Linked DNA regions of Mus musculus: all the other regions are linked to region 1. The links are chromatin contacts, called in public HiChIP or PLAC-seq maps. All regions are on one chromosome and are shown on one strand. The core of a region is the stretch at or near the end of the contact, and the rest is flanking DNA. Distances in the headings are between cores, read along the strand shown. Region 1 has its middle 77 kb from the start of Gm17750. Region 2 has its middle 100 kb from the start of Gm34246. Region 3 overlaps Gm34196 (a long non-coding RNA gene).

Region 1 (3,593 bases), core at 1-2,500:
CTGCCTTAGGCCTGTTTACCCACAAGCTCGTTTTCAAGGGACTATGTGAATTTCTTTGCAGTTACCCCAGTTACCCTAGTTGGAACTGAATTTGATTAATATTATCAAAATGAAAGTGGCAGTTATGCTCGGTAGTTAATAATTTGGCTGTTCATAATGTTATAGAAGCTCATGATCATACATGTGTGTCAGGAAAGAGATCATATATTGAAACACTTCTATTGAGATCCTCTTTGGAGAGGAACAGAGGCATCCCCTCGACTACATGATTCCATTTTCTCCTTAGAGGCAAACACCAGTGCCAGTTTCAATCCTGACATCAGTGCTCTTAAGAAGATCTCAGGGCCGCCCAAGTGCATGTTTCTTGGCCACCTGTATCTGTCCAAGAAAATGCCCTGGAGTGAGCAGGCTTCATTATGGCCTTGGCAAAACACCAGCATGCACCAGCTGCATGGGGGACTGCTCAGCCCCCTGCCCAGAGAAGAGGAATATAAGTCGTCAGTCTTCCTTTATGGGTTTTCATTAACTCTCTTCTAATCTATAGCATTAATTCTTGGACTTCTGGGAAAACAGAGTTCTCTAATCCGAAAATCTTAAAGGCAAACATCTTTCTTTTCAAATCTACTTCTGGAATCTTTGGCCTTTGAAAGTAACATTCACAGCAGATTTAAAATATCCACTATTTGCACAGGACAAGGCAATGGTTCATCTTTCCATCCAGTTACCTGTTATCTGAATGCACCAAATTAGCTAGGGGGACCAGCATGGGGGGCAGGGTGGGAATCTGTTACTTCAGTTAGATTTACAGGGACTCCTTGTAAACAGGGTGCTAAAAAGTGTGCTGGATTTTTTTTTAACCTTTTGTGACACACAACAGAGCTGTGAAATCAGTGAATTAAATAGTTCCAGTCCCCTGGGCATACATGAGCAATGGCATAAAATAGGCAGCACCCATTAGAACATTACTGTTACGGAGCAGATGGACAGCTTCAGGTTCAGTCCTTTGTCCTTACTTCAGAATGGGGCCGGACTGGGAAACGACTGTAAATTTTCTCAAAAGAGATGAATAGGAAAGCTGTTAACTTTTTTCTTATTTAAAAAAAAAGAAACCTGGAAAAAGTCCAAATTACACATTTTGCAGCTCTGACTGCAGTTCTTCAGCGTTGCTGCAAAACATCTGTAGGTGGCTAAGCGCTCCCCACCTCCTTTCCCAAAATGGAATAGCTCATTCCCGGCATGCTGTCCAATGCCTGCAAAGACATATGTTTACCAAACCAGTCCACGACCATATGTGTGCCGCAGTTTCTCCACAGCGTACTGCACGTGAGTTGATTGGCTTAACACACGAGATGCAGAATGGAGATGCAAGCAGGATTGGAGATTGAGAAGGAAGGAAAATGTGGGAGCAATAAAAAAAAAGAGGAGAAAGAGGGCGAGAATTATTTTTCATTGTACTTTTCAAGCATGCTCCCTTTGCGGTAAATGTTGATGAGAAAATTCCCAGTCATATCATAGCAGTTTTCCTACAATGCAGAAAATTCAAGCACAAATTAGATGATCTATGTCCTTCAGATGCTTGAACTTCTAATCATCCTGAAGCTTATTCATACGATAAATGACAAGTTTATCTAATGAAACAAACCATTTGAGTTTTAATGTTAAAGTCAGATCTAGGATGTTTAGTACATTTTGAAAATTTTCAATATAGAACCTCAAATGCAACATATTCTTGCTAGAGCCAGGAAATAATTCTATCCATCAAAGAGGGAAAAAAATCATAACTTTTTATATAGTTCTTAGATCTATTTAAATAGTTGTGAACTCTAAAATGATTCTTTATAATAATAAAAATACATTTTAGCAAAAATGAATTTCTGTATAATATTTTATTCAAAAGTTTTTGTTCTGTACATTTAATTATTTAAATAAAACATCAATGAGACAAATTGCTGGTCATGCATGTCTTCTAAATATCGATATGCAAAGATTAATAAACTGAAATATATGTTTTATTTTAAAAGGGCTTTATTAATGAAAAATAAGGTATGCCTTTTGAAAAGTAAAGAACTTAATATAAATATCTAATATGAAGCTAGTATGTTTAATGAGTAATTACAGTACAAAAATGCGTGAGAATTTACCAAGTTTCATCTCTCCTCCTTTTTTCTAACATTCAGAACTATTTATAGTCAGTTTATAGATTTAGACAAAGCTTCGAAATAGCTAGAATGCCTCACTACAAGCAACTCTCTTAGGTTTCTGTAGGATTTACAGTTTACCCTTTGAATAGATGCCCATACTTAATACATTTTAACTTCTTCCTTTTAATTTCATTACACCAGTTACAAAAATGAAAGAAAACATCTACTACTGCTCTGGTATGTCGCAGTGTTGTCATGGTCCACAAGCCAGGTGCATCCCTTCTACCTGGAAGGAAATAAAAAACCATCTGGAAGAACATATTAACCTGCAGTGTTGATGGCTTCAGAGAACCAAAGCAAATAGTTTGTGATTTAAAATAATTTGCATTCTCAGAAAAAAAGAAAGCTAGACATGAAGTCTTTTGCATGGGTCTAACACTTTGAAGACATTTAACACTATAATTTCTGACCTTCCCTACTTTCCTACTGTGTTATATTGTTAATAGATGCAGTGGTTTGGATAACCAGTTCCTTATTTGTGATGAACTAGCAGGTACTCCACAAGGGTCTTCAGACAGATGGTGGGGCAGAATCCTTTGGTTTCTATATAGGTATTTCAGTGGATATTTGGTGGATCACTTTCCATGTCACAGTGTTAAGTTGTTTCAGAGTCTTGTTTTTTTCTTGTGATTTTTGTTTTGTTTTATCCCCCACCCCCACCCCTGCCACTAACTACTAACTTCCTTTTTATTGCTTTCAATGCCAATTCTGCTATGCATTCCTGGAAAAAAGTTATTATTTCATTGAAGTGAAAATAGGATTATTTAATAATAGCAAATCAATGTCTTATGGTGATAAAGGGATAGTGATTTAACCTTTATCTGGGCATTTCAAGGCAGAGAAAACAGAGACTTTTTCAGGCTGGGCTGCAATTCCATGCATTAAGTTTCAAAGGAATAAAAGTCTGTTTTCCAGTGCATTTACCAACTCCTAGAAAGAGACAAAAGTAAAGATTTTTATACGCCCAGTGATTTCCATGGGGGAATATTTTGTTGATAAATCTATGAAAATCATGCACATTTCTCCTTCACAGGCACAGGAGGTCTCAAGGCAGCTTAGTTTACACATATAGGTTTGTTGTTTACCCCTCAAAATTATATTGATGGATATAAACTCTGTTTAAGATAATATATAAATTCAGATAATTTTGCAAATTATTATTTAACAGCTTAAAATTGCAACCTATTGGATTAAAACTGTGTGAAGTTTGTGCTACTTTTCATGATCTTTCTCTAAATCTTCCAGAATAGAAAATCAGTCTGCAATATTAGAGACGAGAAATACGCTTACAACTCTGACAAAAGCAAAGCGTTACTTGGAATACAGACCCAAGTCGAAAAGATTTCAAAACAAATTTGGATCTGAGATGAAACTGCATGCCAAAATGCAGAC
Region 2 (3,387 bases), core at 276-2,775, 580 kb before region 1:
ATCCTCAAAAGACTTTCATGGGAACCATTTTAATGTAAATATCTATAAGACCATTTGGAATTCTGTGCAGAATCACTAAAACAAATTAGCAAGTGTTGCAGATGAACTAATCATTAAAATATTTAAAATGATACAAGTTCAAGTCAGTGCTCTTCGACTTGATCACATGCTATCCCACCTTGACCATGAGCAGTTCTAGTTGATATCTCTTCTCTTGTCCCAGGAAGAACTGGACTCTTTCTGAGGCTAGTAAGAAGAATTGGGCCATTTCCAAAACTCTGTCTGATCAAAAGATTAGATTGATCTTGAGAGAATAAAGTCAGTTTTTCACATCCATAATGGCAAGCAACATGACTGCAGCCTGAATATCTTTCATACAATATAGACTTCTTCATTTTTATGCACTGCTGATCTTCACTGCTATGACCTTTATTCTTACCTGTGATTTAATTATCGTAAAACGTATTTCATACTAAAGTTAAGCTTTAGCCTGGGTGATTTTTCTCATGTTTTCACTAACTTTCTTTAAATCGCCGTCCACACAGTGAAAATATAACGAGTGCCCAAGGCCCTTGTCTTTATCCCAACATAATAGTAGTAGAGGCCACAAAATTTGTGCTGCATTATCTCCTGCAATGAGAACACAGCCAGTCCAAACCAAATGCTTTCTTTCCTCAAAGCCTCAGCCATGCTTCCCTCCCCTCATAAATTAGCTGTGTTTAGAAGAAGGCTTGCCCACATTCTATAGATTATCTTGAGGAAAGGCTCCATCATCCATAATACATTTGGGCTCTTTCTAGTGGAAGATTTATATATTTTTTTATTGATGGGTTATGAATATTGACACAGGAGATATTCATTGTTTATTGAAGGCTTGTTTACATAAAAGATCTTCACAGGCTACCCCCTAAGTCTAGAGGTCCTACACCAGTGTCAGGGAGCTGTCTGGGTATTTTTTCCCACGTATTGCACTGCCATTCTATCAACAATAGAGGCCCATTAACGTTTGGCCCTTCAAGTTACTGCAGCCCAAGCCTCAGTGGCAGGACGTCTGCCCAATATGTAAAATAACGGAATGAATGGATTCCTTGGAAACAATGATAACAAGACCTGGCTGAGCTAACTGTGACAGCATGTGGTAATTTTCCAGCCCGCTGGCCCTGTAAAGGAAACTGGAACACAAAGCGTAGACTGCGGGGCGGGCCAGCCTGAATAGCTGCAAACAAGTGCAGAATATCTGATGATGTCATACGCACAGTTTGACAGATGGGGCTGGACAATTTTCCCCCCTTCAAACGTGTTCTTAACTGTTTGTATTCCATTGGCTTTCTCACTTGAGAAGTTCAATTCTGTAATCACCTGCTTGAAAGACTAAACAAACCTTAACTGTCATGTGCTTGATTCAAGTACTACCAGTTTTATGAAGAAAAATGATATCCATTATTAGTGGCTGAATACTGAGGGGAACAGTGGGGGGGGGGGTGTTGCTTTGGATTAATGCATCATCTCTGCTTTCAGCTGTGGGCCAGGTTTTCAGTCTAGCTCTGACTGAATCCTGCCATACACTTTGAATAGCATAATGAAGTATTGTTATTGCCCCAGTCTAGTCATTACATCAGGGAAACAGACATCTAAAGTTATCAAAACTGATTACTAGCTGAGCTTTTGTGTCTATAAAATAAATGCATTAAAAGAAGTTTTTTTTTTCCCCCTCAGTCTTACGGGTGTCCTATCAGAGTCGGATGTTTTAATGTTTATAGCATTATTTGTCACTGTGTATAAGTTGGATTGAGGGTATGTGGACAGACAGTACTCTCCTTAAATGTGTTGATATGTAGATCCTCTCTCTCTCTCTGTCTCTCTGTCTCTGTCTCTGTCTCTCTCTCTCTCTCATGTGTGTGTGTATGTGTGTGCATGTGTGTTTATGTTGATACACGCAAGAATGAAGACAGACAACATTTATAAAAATGAGACACAACTCAATTAAAATTCACTTAAAATAGTAAATGAACTAGGGTAGTCAGTTTAATTGTAGTGACCCAGACTGACTTCCTTCCACCCTTTGAAGAGATAGCTGCCTTGGATCTCAAAGGTCCTCAACACTTTATTCATGTAGCTCTTATTTACTTTCGAAGGAATGTATGTAAATATATGTAGGCTACAGAATAGGCCTCAGATCCAGCTCTGTTCTTTAATCTTTTCATCAAATAGCTGACTAAAGAGAAATAGCCAAAGGACTTTGTTTATGGAGAAGTAATATCAGTTCCACAGAAAAGCATGGCACAGTGCCGAGCCCACAGAAACAAGCATTGAAGTAGCATGGTAACAAAAATTAATGTTAAGATCTACAAAAATAGATATTTCAATCTAGGAAAGCACCCCCTATGACACTGCTCTCTCAGGGCTTTCCAGATAATTGAAACCTAACAGAAAAATATCCCAAATTCCACATCCCCCACTTAGCTAAGCCAGATGCCACACAGGAGAAAGGTAATATAAGCAAAAAAAAATTCTTACTAACAATATTGAAAATGTGTTACATCCAACTTGAATTCCATCCCCAACTAATGTGCTTATCTTTTATCCTGAATACTCTTGACATTATTGACCAGTTGAACCAGTGAAAGTTGTATTTCACAAAATCATTCAATAATAATCATCTGTGGTGTGTTTGACACTAGACTGTCAGTTTATGTTATTTGGATACTGAGGCTAGAATTTATACTTTATTTAAAGTTAGCATAGTCCTTATACAATGCAAACTTGTAGCAGGTACTCTTTTCTGGGAAGGTTTGTGGTTCATAGCTCCTACCATCCTTTGCAAGGTCATAGCTAGGTTTGAGGACCTACATAGCTTCTATAAACTGTAATGATTAATCAGCTCTCCACAGGTCACACTGCTATGGAGAGCAGTTCAACCCTGCTTCCCACATTCCCCACTAACTAGCACCAAGGGCATCTCTCTACATGTTGACACCAGATGGAAGCCCCCATCTGCTACAAAAAGCCAAATTGTTTTATTAGTAGCTGTGGTGCTTACATCCCTACAGGAGACTAAGAAGGTGAGAGGAAGGAAACAAAAGGTGGGGACAGGAAACATGAGCCCACAGCACTCACAAATCATAACCTGAAGCTAGCCACAAGCTGTTCCTTGACACCTACTTCTGATCCATCTATGTCAACAGCTTAAGTGGGATTCCCTGGGACCACAGCCAAGGAATTTAGTTGAGTAATTTTAGTTGAGTGTGATACTAGTTTTAAAAAATGCAGAATACCAGGTTCTCACCATTAACACCAGTTACAACTGTGTTAACACATTAACTTTCTCAAAATCCTCATCTTGGGGTTGGGGCAGAAGAGCCCAAGAACAAGTCAATGAGGTTAGCC
Region 3 (3,468 bases), core at 103-2,602, 650 kb before region 1:
AGGCAGCAAACATCCCAAATCTGTTCAAAAGTCCTTAAATTTTCTTTCCATAAAAAATGGGACTTTTTTGCCATTTACACTCTTTTTATGTCTCCCATCTATTAGTTCACAATTAGGAACAGTTTTGAAAACTAACTTGAAATGATCTTAACTTAGGATGGTTGGGCCTGACTGATTTGCTGGTGTGTGTGATGACATCAAGTTTGTGGAGCTTATGAAAAATGAACTTCCTTTGGAGTGTGGGTCACACTTCACCTGATCTTCGACCACCATGAATCAAGTTTTTTTTGATTCTATCATCATTTTGCAGCCTGAGTATTCGTGAAGCCTAAACTTGCACCAATGCTTTCAGGACCAACATTAAGAAGGAAGAATTATTACCAGAGTCTCTTCAGGGACTACTACATAAAAGGAGCAAGAGAAAGGTCCCATTCTTTAGCACTCAGCATTGCGATGAAGGTGACATTGGCAGACTGTATGTGGCAGACCAATAATTGGGATAGCCATTAGGATCATTTAGATTGCATAAGAACTGTGGTTTAATAAAGAAAAACATCACCATTATACAACAGGAAATATTTCTTTTGAGCATCCTTCCAGTGTATTTTGCAAAATTCTTCCTTCTATAATCCAGCTATTATACTTAAAAGACTGCTTATTGGACTTAAAAGTTTTTTTTCAACATTTGGGATTGAAGAAATTGTAAAGTAACAAATGTAATATCATTCTGTTGGATTAAATAATCCAATCCAATAATCTTTGTAATCTGGAAAAGATCCCAATTGTTAACCTAATATTCACCCCATTCTTCTGCACAGTGTCCACTGAAGAGTGTCCTAGACACCATTGTAGATGAAACATTCATCCTGACAATGCCCAAATATGCCTAAAATTGCAGATGATGGTTCTGAGCTTTTCCGCCTGCTTATCTGTCTGCCTTCCATGTGACCCTAAATTAGGCATCAGAAGGTATAGTGTGTAATACAGATTCCAGGCACAATATACCTTCTCGCAATTAGTTGAAAGTGCTGTTTTGTAATTAAAGGGTGAAGTGGGGCATGATGAACATATGGAAAAGGAGACCCTTAATAAGTGATGGAGCCTTCAAAAGAAATTGCTAATTAGTATGCATTTGATGTGCACTATACCAATTTTAAGACTTTGCCTTGAATAAATTGCTATGTTGGGTGTTCGAAGGAGTGGTGAGATTAGCATTTACAAAGGGGGCAATTTTCTGTCTTCTTGACTCTGTTAAATGGAGGAAATAACTTCCAAGACTGGAGCAGTAGTTAGCCCATCAATCATTCTCACAGCTGGAAACTGGGGATCCCAAATGCAGAGATCAGTTAATCCGTCAGCTAATAAGTTCATAGTGGCACCATATGGCGTGGGGCCACTCCACACTGGGAGAAGGACAGAACTGTTTACACAGGCATGCTGCTTTCTCAGGTAGCTCCCTGCTGACAGAAACCTTTGTTCTGAAGGATCAATTTACTTTGCACAGTAAATTGACTGAATTGATCAGTTCAGAGCATATAATTGTTGGCTAATCCTGTGGAATCATGTCCCATCCATGTGAGTAGGACAAAGGGGTGCTGCCCATGGCTTGGTCTCGGGCTCCATCCTGGGGCTATTCTCATCAGACAGACTGGACACTGATTAAAGGACCAGCAGAGAGTAGAGATGTAGTGAGCATTGACTTCAAAGAGACGAGAAACTGTGCAACGTCTAGAAGGCCGTCTCTACTCAACTGATATCATGACATAACAAAGTAAAAACAGTCCGTCTAAACAATTTAGAACCAGCTATTTTCAAAACTCTGAAATGAAAAGTTACTGCTTGTCTCCAGAGCTAAGTTTCACTACTCATGTTCACTCCCAAAGTTACCTTTCGTTTTGGCAATGAAAGGAACTGAAAGAGAAAAAGAAGCTTAAGGTACATGTCCAGGAAAGCATGGACACTGGAAATGAAGTGAGAGATGCATTTCTTAGACATCGTGCTCCAGTGGAGGAGGCATCCACTGTTGTTCCTGTGCATAGGGTATGGGAAAATTCATCAGAGCCTTTCAGAGCGAATGGGAGCAAAATCTTCCCATTCCTAGCACACTGGTGTGAATCCTGGTGCTTTGTTCCATAGGCGTGTTTGATCTGACTTTGTTTTTTCCTTCTCACATACAAAATAAAAGAAGAATAAATAAGATGAAAAAAAATCCACCAATAGAGATAAATGTTGGACATAGTTCCCTTCAACTAAAGTTTTTCTTCAAAAGCTAGTGTCAATAGAATCATTTCACATCAATGGTTTGAAAAGAGACTTGTGTTCAATAGGAACTGAGGCCATTTGGTGTCCCTGAGCAGACATTTGCTTATTAAATGTCTGAGCACTAATGAACTTTATAGACCTGCCCTGAGAATTTCTACCAATTAGAGGGCTTTTGATTTTTTTTTTACCTATTTTATGGAGAATAAATGTCTGAGATTTGCTTCATATGGAAAAATAGCAGCAAATTTGACAGCATGTGGACTCTTAGAAGTTATTTTAATCTTGCTCATTATGTAAACCAACACATGCTTGGTGATGTTCTAACCACCAGAGAGAGGGATATGCTCTATGATAGATAATTCCAAATGATCTAATATTATTTATCTCAAAGTACTCTGAGTGTATTTCCCCAAATTTCTATGGAACTGAAAATTTTCCCTTTTATAGTCTTTTATTTCTATCACTACATCCACAGTTCCTAGGATTCCATGGTGTTTTAAAAAGCAAAAATCAAAGAATATTTTTTCTGATTTATTTTAGTAAGCATTGTTATGAAAATAAGATAAAGTATAAGTAGTTCTGTAAATATATTTTCATATTAAACTTGTAAAGTTAAAAAGAAAAGTAGCATATTGTGTCCTGGAAAGATCATAAGCAAGAGTCTCCCATGAAAACAGGCACGCTGCCAAACTCTGGTCAAAGAGAAAAATAAAAAGGCTTTTGTGTATTTTGATAAATTTCCTCTCTCAATTGTTACTGGTTTGGAGTGTCCCTCTCTGTACATTGAATATGAAGTAAGTTTTAACTCCTTGTGAGTCACTCATATGACATGTGTCCATTCCTTGACTAGCCTAAATGAACACCCTGAAGTCAACTGGAATTCCCAGGTACTGAACCTCCAGCATAAAATAGATTCCTAGGCCTGTTTCATATCTCACCAAATCTCCAGCTCATACTCATCTCAACATTTGCTTCATTGTGGAAATCATTGCAATGTTTGAAATCAAAGACAAAACTTATCGAGTCATGTATGTTATCTATTCATGGCAATAACTATTCTCTAGTTAGTGGTAAGCAAAGCTTTATAAATACAGTGACTCATTTTAATTATTCTTAATATGTAAGTGATAGATCTGGAGAAGTTACATCTTACCAAAATATTTCCAAACTTTGTAGCCATTTCTCTACCTTGTGTACATTTTCATC

What was found. HiChIP or PLAC-seq counts read pairs in DNA pulled down with a chosen protein or histone mark.
Region 2: a contact with region 1 is called in an H3K4me3 HiChIP or PLAC-seq map of embryonic forebrain, with 3 times the contacts expected there. The contact joins two enhancer-like sites. A contact is called at or near these places in 1 of 39 promoter capture datasets (liver), 3 of 484 Hi-C or Micro-C datasets (cerebellar granule neurons, cerebellum and neural progenitor cells), 3 of 115 datasets of contacts at active chromatin or transcription factors (astrocytes, embryonic forebrain and embryonic hindbrain) and 1 of 9 other capture datasets (embryonic tail).
Region 3: an H3K4me3 HiChIP or PLAC-seq map of embryonic forebrain shows a contact between it and region 1, with 4 times the contacts expected there. The contact joins two enhancer-like sites. A contact is called at or near these places in 1 of 484 Hi-C or Micro-C datasets (neural progenitor cells), 2 of 115 datasets of contacts at active chromatin or transcription factors (astrocytes and embryonic forebrain) and 1 of 9 other capture datasets (embryonic tail).

Annotation. Positions count from the first base shown.
Region 1 is chr13:83,985,553-83,989,145 of GRCm38.p6, reverse strand. No RefSeq gene overlaps it. Among named protein-coding and RNA genes, the nearest start is that of Gm17750, 77 kb to the left of the region's middle. Within about 2 kb of position 1,250, at least 68 of the 459 cell types and tissues checked have an H3K27ac peak or open chromatin away from gene starts, as enhancers often do. A contact at or near this core is called in cerebellum, embryonic forebrain and neural progenitor cells, where this site is marked.
Region 2 is chr13:84,569,304-84,572,690 of GRCm38.p6, reverse strand. No RefSeq gene overlaps it. Among named protein-coding and RNA genes, the nearest start is that of Gm34246, 100 kb to the left of the region's middle. Within about 2 kb of position 1,525, at least 66 of the 459 cell types and tissues checked have an H3K27ac peak or open chromatin away from gene starts, as enhancers often do. A contact at or near this core is called in cerebellum, embryonic forebrain and neural progenitor cells, where this site is marked.
Region 3 is chr13:84,637,320-84,640,787 of GRCm38.p6, reverse strand. All of the region lies in intron 2 of Gm34196 (a long non-coding RNA gene), which reads left to right. Among named protein-coding and RNA genes, the nearest start is that of Gm34246, 36 kb to the left of the region's middle. Within about 2 kb of position 1,352, at least 20 of the 459 cell types and tissues checked have an H3K27ac peak or open chromatin away from gene starts, as enhancers often do. A contact at or near this core is called in embryonic forebrain, where this site is marked.